2 separate regions of the Cyprinus carpio genome follow, and region 1 is linked to region 2. The links are chromatin contacts, called in public Hi-C maps. All regions are on one chromosome and are shown on one strand. The core of a region is the stretch at or near the end of the contact, and the rest is flanking DNA. Distances in the headings are between cores, read along the strand shown. Region 1 holds the start of phf12b (PHD finger protein 12). Region 2 overlaps LOC109112221 (unconventional myosin-XVIIIa-like).

The links. A called contact is a pair of places that touch in the nucleus more often than the background predicts.
Region 1: a contact with region 2 is called in a Hi-C map of skeletal muscle, with 5 times the contacts expected there. The contact joins the promoter of phf12b here to the enhancer-like site in region 2. A contact is called at or near these places in 2 of 8 Hi-C or Micro-C datasets (liver and skeletal muscle).

Annotation. Positions count from the first base shown.
Region 1 is chrA15:15,806,869-15,810,870 of ASM1834038v1, reverse strand. phf12b (PHD finger protein 12) reads right to left here and starts at 1,808. Exons shown (of 15, transcript XM_042771200.1): 1 at 1,065-1,808; 2 at 485-663. The coding sequence starts at 1,130.
Region 2 is chrA15:15,556,440-15,560,200 of ASM1834038v1, reverse strand. LOC109112221 (unconventional myosin-XVIIIa-like) reads right to left here. Exons shown (of 42, transcript XM_042771198.1): 3 at 1,636-1,723; 4 at 1,078-1,184. Among protein-coding and RNA genes, the nearest start is that of LOC109112221, 36 kb to the right of the region's middle. Within about 2 kb of position 2,405, at least 1 of the 8 cell types and tissues checked has an H3K27ac peak or open chromatin away from gene starts, as enhancers often do. A contact at or near this core is called in skeletal muscle, where this site is marked.

The sequences.
Region 1 (4,002 bases), core at 559-3,058, 250 kb before region 2:
TTATTATATGTATATTTTATATATTAACAAAACATTTTTCTTAAATATATATGGATGCGTGTGTATTTCTATACATATAAAAATAAGTTATTTTAAATAATATTATTTCACAATTTTTCTTTATTTCTTATATAAGTGCAGCCTTTGTGAGCATAAGAGACTTTTCAAAACCATTTATTAAAAACCCTAAAACTTTTGAACAATAATGCATTTTGTGTGTCATTTAATGTTTTGTTCATAAGTTCATAAATACACTTGCTATAAAACTACTGCATTTGGTGCAACCCATTATTAACCACTACTACTAACTTAGTGCTTCCAAGACGTCCACAAGTCACCCTCTTAATCCACATCAGCCAACTAGATAACAATCTTTGTGACATTTAAAAATCAGCAGAAAAAGCAGACTTGTACATAAATCTAAAAGAAAAATTCAGTCAACTGTTAAACCCAGACAAGATATGAAAACGCATTGGAAGCATACCAGCATTGCAGGTGAAAAGCAGCGGGACAGTGATCGCAGCAGAGCAGATCTCCTCCCTCACGGCAGCTATCGCAGGTGTCGTGGTTCGTGGCTCGGCCTCCTCTTCTGGTCTCCCTCTCCGGTTTGCGTCTCTTCTCTCCATCCTCAGAGCGTGGGGGCGCGAGCAGCTGTTGAATTTGCTGGAACAGATTGGCAAATACATTTTAACCAAGTTACACAAAGACCTCCTGACAGACGTCAATAGGGAGCTGCTTCACACAATTCAACTTTTTCCATGTCAAATCAGATTTTATCACGTGAGCTCAATAATGAAATCTGTATATATGTATGTGTGTATATATACACACACACAAACACACACACACATATATACAATTTTTTGTCCTCGGTTCTACTTTCCAGGCAGGCAATTTCTGCAACAGGCCCAATCCAGCAATGCATAAACTCACCAAAGCAAATGTCCACAAACGACTTGTTTTCCATTCTGCAGTTTGCTTTTATTATAACACAGTATCCCTAATAAAGGCATACTCACACAAGAGAGTGATTCGAGGCACAGCTGAAGGGCAGACAGGCTTACCTCCATTAGGCCCCCAGACGTGTCCAAATCGTACAGAATCTTCGGGGTCTCCATTTTGTCCCACATTCACACTGCTGAAATGTAGCATGAACACACAATCCGACAGCAGTTTTCGTCCTCTCCAAACCCAGTCGGGTTTTCCTGCTGTCTTTAAGCCGTTCTGGAAATAGTAAACGGGTCGATAATCTAACAAGATAGCGGATTGGCTGCTCGATGTTCGGCTAGCTAGCAGCTATCAACAAACAAAAGCAAACAGCTCGCCAGATGTCTGGTGCTAAACGGGAGCTGACGAATCGCTCAAATTTTCATTTAAGTGCAAAAATCGTTCCTATTTTGATTGCAAGTTGCTGTCTGGTGCAGTACTGAAGGGTTCTTGTGGGATGTAAAGGCCTAGCTCGCTAGCCTAGCAGCATCCTCTGCTTCAGCAGCAGCCGCCTGCAAAGATTCGTGTAGAAATCCACAGCTGTCTGTCCCCATCGCATACTGGCTAAAAAAGCGCTCGCTGTTGCAAAGTAAGTCAGCTGAATTGATTGTCGGCGGTTAGGTCCTCATGTGCAGAAACACTCGTGGATGGCGCTCAGATGACAGCAGTAAAGAGCAAAGGTGTTGTTATGAAAAGCCATTGCTAGTAGCTATGCTAACTGGCTGGCGTTGCCCTCCTCTGACTCGACTCTAGCGGGGTTGGAATGAAGTCTGCGCATGCGCACTGAGGCGCAGAGGAGAACTGCTCCTCCCAGTGTTAGTCTGACAGAACAACACGAACTCTTCAAGCCTGCAAGCTATGTTTTCTTGTTATGTTTTATGAAGTATTAAAAAAAAAAAAAAAAAAAAAAAAAAATTTTATGTATATATTTTTTTTTGCCATTAACAAATAAACCGGAACACTCTGATGGAACAATGTATATATTTTTTTTTTATATTTTTTTTTTTGCCGTTAAAATATGATTGGTGATACTCTGTTGATTAATATATTTAGTATATGATATTTATTTTGAACCATGATAATCCCAAACAGCCAAGTCACTTACAACTTTTAAGACAGAGTTCTTCTGTGAGCGCTTTACTGAATCCATCAGACAATAAATACATACATAAATAAAAATAAAATAACATAAAAACCTCAAACTATTACTTCTTTGAACTATCTGTTTTGTTTTTTGTAATATCTTTTATTTTTATTTAATATTGCACTCTTGGTGTTGTTGGATTGGTTAATTTAAAAAATTAATAATATTACTTATTAACACCTTTTGTTTATATCAGAGTTATTGATGTTGCTCTGAAAAAAAAAAGAAAATAAGAAAATCATTAAATGTTGTTTCTTAAGTTCCCAAAATAACGTTGTTCAGTTGGAGACAGCGAAACACTGAAACATACACTCACGATGCAAGTCTGTCATGTGACCAATTGTGATGTTTTTGGCAGCTTTTGCTAATTACATTGAAATGACAATATTTCAGTCAGTATGTGTGGGGGGACAACATTGCATATGGGGGACCAAGTACATAAAAAAACTGTTTTAGATGATTCCATATCATTGATTAGCTTAACAGGGGACAGTGTTGAAATGATGAACAAAGAGCTATTCTTATAATAGATAAACCTTCATATATACATTACATTTTTTTTTTAAGCCCAGACCTCTAATACAAATTTGTATGTACATTCTTAGATAATTTGATAATTAAAGAGTGCCTGCTGAAAGAGTTCCATAATATGTAGAGTGCCTGCTGAAAGAGTTCCATAATATGTATAAAAACATACAAAAATAAACAGAAACCAAAAAATCAGAGCCAATTGATCAGTGATGGAGGGATGATTTACAAGAACCTTCTGTACATTTTATTTATTTATTTTTTTTACTTTTTGTTTATTTTTTTATTTAGACTTTTGGCTTTTTTTTGGACACAGAAGGTGTTTTTTTTGACACTGAGCAAGTAGGATTTTGTTTGACACTGCACACACAGGCGAGTTTCTGTACTCCCCCAGGTGACAAAAACAGGGAACCCCAACCTTCAACATTTTTTACTGGATAACAGATGTACCAGGTTTTCCAAAATTGCAAAAAAAACCCACTTACACTTCATAAAAAAACAACTGGGCAGGGGATGTTATTTTTGAAAAGGTTTTATTAATCACAGCTTTTGTAAGTAACACTTCTCATTTTCATGGTGTGGAAAACTAAAAAAAAAAATAAAAAATTGTAAACCATGCATACGTTTAATTGTCCAATGGTTGCTGTTTTACATAATTGTTTTAAATAATGTTTATTTTTCCCTGCATGGAGTTCAAGTTTGAAATGTAATGATTACACTCATGACTAAGTCATCTGGATAAGATGGCAATAACATTCAAAAGTTTAGAGTCAGTAAGATTTTTTTGAGATTTTTTTTTTAAATACAGCAAGGATGCATTAAATTGATCAAAGGTGACAAAGCCATTTATTAATGATTTCTATTTGTATTAATTTGTGTTATTTTTGCTATTTTGTATTTTTTAGTTGTTAATTAATAAGCTTAATGGTTTTTGATGGTAATTATTAAAGAATATTAAGAATGTTTAATGTCATTGAAAATATTTTTTTCTTGAGCAGCAAATCACCAGATTAGATTTCTGAACAATCATATAACACTAAAGATTGGAGTAATGGATGCTGAAAATTCAGCTTTACCATCACAGGAATAAATTACATTTTAAAAATTTAGAGAAAATTGTTTTTTGTTGCAAATCACTCACAGGAATAAATTACATTTTAAAAATTTAGAGAAAATTGTTCTTTCAAAAACATGAAAAAAATCTTACCGACTCCAAACTTTTGAATGGTAGTTTATTTTTGTTTCCCATAATTACGACTGTATATTGTTAATTACTTTATATTTCAATGTGAATTTATATTATTTTGTTTATATTTCACAACTACAAGTATTTCCTGTACTTG
Region 2 (3,761 bases), core at 1,156-3,655:
CCCTCATTGAACAGATGGTTCAAAAATCTGATTTGAGGTCAACCTGGAAATCATAAGCTCAGACTGTGCCAGGGATAAAGTGAGCTGAAATATTTCCCAGCATGTGTCTCATCAAGGCCTAATAGTGCAAACTCTGAAAATTCTATTAGACTTCTATGCGTGTCTATATAGGTCAATCTGTCTGTTTTAAAAAATTAGGCCAAATCCCACCTGTTTCGCTGTGATCTATATAATAGCATCATTTTCTCCCACCCTGTGCATGTCTAACCCTCACTTGGCTCTGGATTCAGGTCAGGTAGTAGCACAGTTCTGCTAAAAACCCTGTGCCAAAGCCCTGCAGACCTGAAGATTCGTTAAAAAAAATTCAGCTCTTCTGCTGTTGATTCCACATCACCACAATGAAAGGAAGATTGTTTTCTGTTGTGAATGTGCAATCTGAACTGCATGTGATGAAATGAGGAGAGACATTTGTTCCTATTCTATTTCCTAGCTGCACTCAAAAACCAGCACATCACGACTAGTGTAGCCACTTCATGAACAAAATGACTGGGACGTTTCTTCTAATGCATCACACAAAAGCACTCACAAGCAGATCTACTGTACCTTAAATCAGTCTGACAAATCATTTAATGAATCTCTTCAAAGTTAGAATCAGTTAGAATCTTTGAGAAGTCATTTTCAACTCTAAATTAAGCAAGAAATGTTTGTGTACTTAAGGTTATTATTTACTGGTTGTTCACATAGCAACATTGGTAAAGATACAAATTCTATTTTCATTTGAATTAAAACATTAAAGTCACAAAACTATGAACACATATCTGGTTCTGTCCGTCGACTGGATTTTGAGATGCAGGCATTGCACTAAAATATGGCAGCAGATGAACAAGTTTGCAAGGGCAAACTTTAAAGAGGACTAAATGATTGGAGATCACAGAGAAGTCACCAGAAGGTTCAGTTATGATGATGATTACATTTTTACGTTTACGAGGTCAAAAACGTTTTTTAACTACATTTTGAATATGAATAAAATATTATATTTGTGCATACTGAAACACATAATCAGCCTGGACAACTGACCTTCTCCACGTCATCCTCGTCCACGTCCAGTACTGTCCCATCATGCTCCAGTTTGATTTTCACTTTCCCCTCTGGTAGACTTCCAGTCTCCGTCTTCACCACAGTGGCTGTAAACAACACCAGAGAACACTATTAATGTTTTTATTTCTGATTGCACATAACATCATTGCGGAAACAAAATTAAAACAGACTTTTTACATTTCAATCGCATTAAAGCGCTCTGTTATTGTAATCGTAATCAAACTGGTATTTAGTTACAAATGGCATAAAATCTAAATTGACCCTTTTTCCTTACTTAATAAATATCCCTGGTGCTATATTGTGAGAAACAATGGTGCACAATATTCTAAAGGAGAAAATGTTTCCATGATCTTTCATCAAAATGCAATAACGTTCTCCGCCTCTGAAATGACTTTCTCTTCCACTCTAGCACAATATTCTATTTTCACATAGGAATGTGTCAAATTATGCAAGTTAAATGAATAGAAAATGCCATTTCCTGTTGTCTTCAATTTATAATAATGCTTCGAGTTCATTTTGCATGGCTTTTGTACTAACCCAGAGAGAATCCATCCTTGTGGACCAGCCACACTTTCTCTGAGCCGTACCATGCTTGCTCTGCAGCTATCTGCTCCTCTGTTTTCACCTGTGAAGGAGAAAAAAAAATCAGTCAAACTCATTATTTATGACTTTGCACAGGCCTTTTGAACAGGAGCACCACTGATACGCTTCAAATCCACTCCATGCATTGGTCCACACTTATGTGACAAGGTCTGTCACCATTTAATGACACACAAAAAATATTTTCATCCTGATCCGAGACCTCTCCTGACAGAATATCAATTAAAGAACAAAGAGGTCCCAGATCAGTCCAAAAAAAAAAAATAATAACTTGTTTCCCAATGTCTACAGTAGGAAATGAGCTTAAAATGCTGTGGGCTGTCATGCAAGATAGGGAGAGTTTAAAAGCAGGTGTAGATGAAGCCAACTCGGGCATCAAATGATGGACGGGGTCAGATTACAAGCCCGATGTTCTGGTTGTCTTGGCATGTCTGTTTCCACTGCACTCATGCTTGACTTACACACACTGGTCAGAACATGAACTCTACTGCTGTGGAGGGCTGACAGTGAGAGATAGTATATGGAGTTGTGTTCCAGTTCACAAGCTTCTGTTCTCTAGTGTTTGGTTAGTATAAGATGTTATGATTGTAGATAAACCGGTACACTCTACAAGTACAGTAGCACATGAGAAGGAAGGGTAGAAAACACTACAGAACTGTTAATAACAATCCAATGCTAATTAAATGTTAGATGAACCCATATTTATTTGCCAGATTGCCCGTTTTGCGATTTTCGAGTGTGTCTCTTAATTGTGGCTCTATGGCTGGGGTGTTGTCGATGAAATGGGATGGGTGCAAACACAACACTCCACAACACAAGGGCAAGTTTGACACGACAGGTCGAGGGTGGGATTATGCAGGTGAACTATGGTACAACACACACAGCAGAAAGCAGACCTTAGGATGGGCGGCAGCGGCATGGTCTGCCTTTAGGATTGCCATGGGATCCTCCTCCACCTGTCCCTGTGAGACGGCAGGTCGGCATGAGAGGGCAAGAGCAGCGTTAGACATCATAACACTTTATAACGTGCATCTCTCAAAACACAGTCATTTATCAATTTAAGAGCCTGCCTCAGATCCACACACAGAGCATCTAAAGCATCCTGTGAATAAAAAGTGTTATTGATCATGTGGTATATCAGTGTAAGGCACCATGGTCACCCAGAATCTCATGAAATCTGTCAAGAACAGGTCATATGTAACAAGTCAAGGTTACATTTAATCTAAAAAAAATATATATATTTTTATGAGATTTACCCATGTACGTTTTTACAGCTACATTTTTGTTAAAATCCCACATGGCATGTGTAACTATGCATATTAAATTAAAACATATTCAGTTAAAGAAACTAACATCTCTGAACATAATACGATTTATGCTAACAATAGCATGGCTAACGCAGAGAGGTGATATAAGGATATATAAAAGACACTATGTTGGTGATATGAGGTAATGCATAAATGAGGTAATGTTCAGAGCTTGAGGCGGCAAAATGAGATATTCATAAACCAAAGTCTTCACCAATTAGAGAGCACATCCACTGATATTTACTTATAAGCTGATCAGTGGGGCTGCAGAAGCAAAAAGAGTTTCATGCAGTTACAACTAACCCTGAGTCACCATGCACTGCATCAACACTGGCTTAAAATTATCATACATACACAAACAAGCAGACAATCATTATATCAAAGATATGATATAGAAACAATCGGGTTCATATATTTGCTTTAATAAAAATATAAGCATCTATTTCTAATTGATAACACAAGCACAAAAGCACATATAGCCATGTACGAGGGTGGGGGTGAGTTAGAAAGAGGAACAGAGGGCTTACACTCCAACAGGCCACACGAGCGCACACTCGGGCCAAGCCATGGAGGGGCGCAGTAGGGGAAGAGCCGTCCCCAGAGGGGCCCTGTACCTGAGACGACGCAGAGACACTGGGCACAGGTTCCAGCTAGACCAGCCAGCCAAACAATCACAGCCACAGAGACAGTGGCGGATGAGAGAGAGAGGTAAAGATGAGACATGTATCCACAGATGAAAGGACAGCAGGCACATGG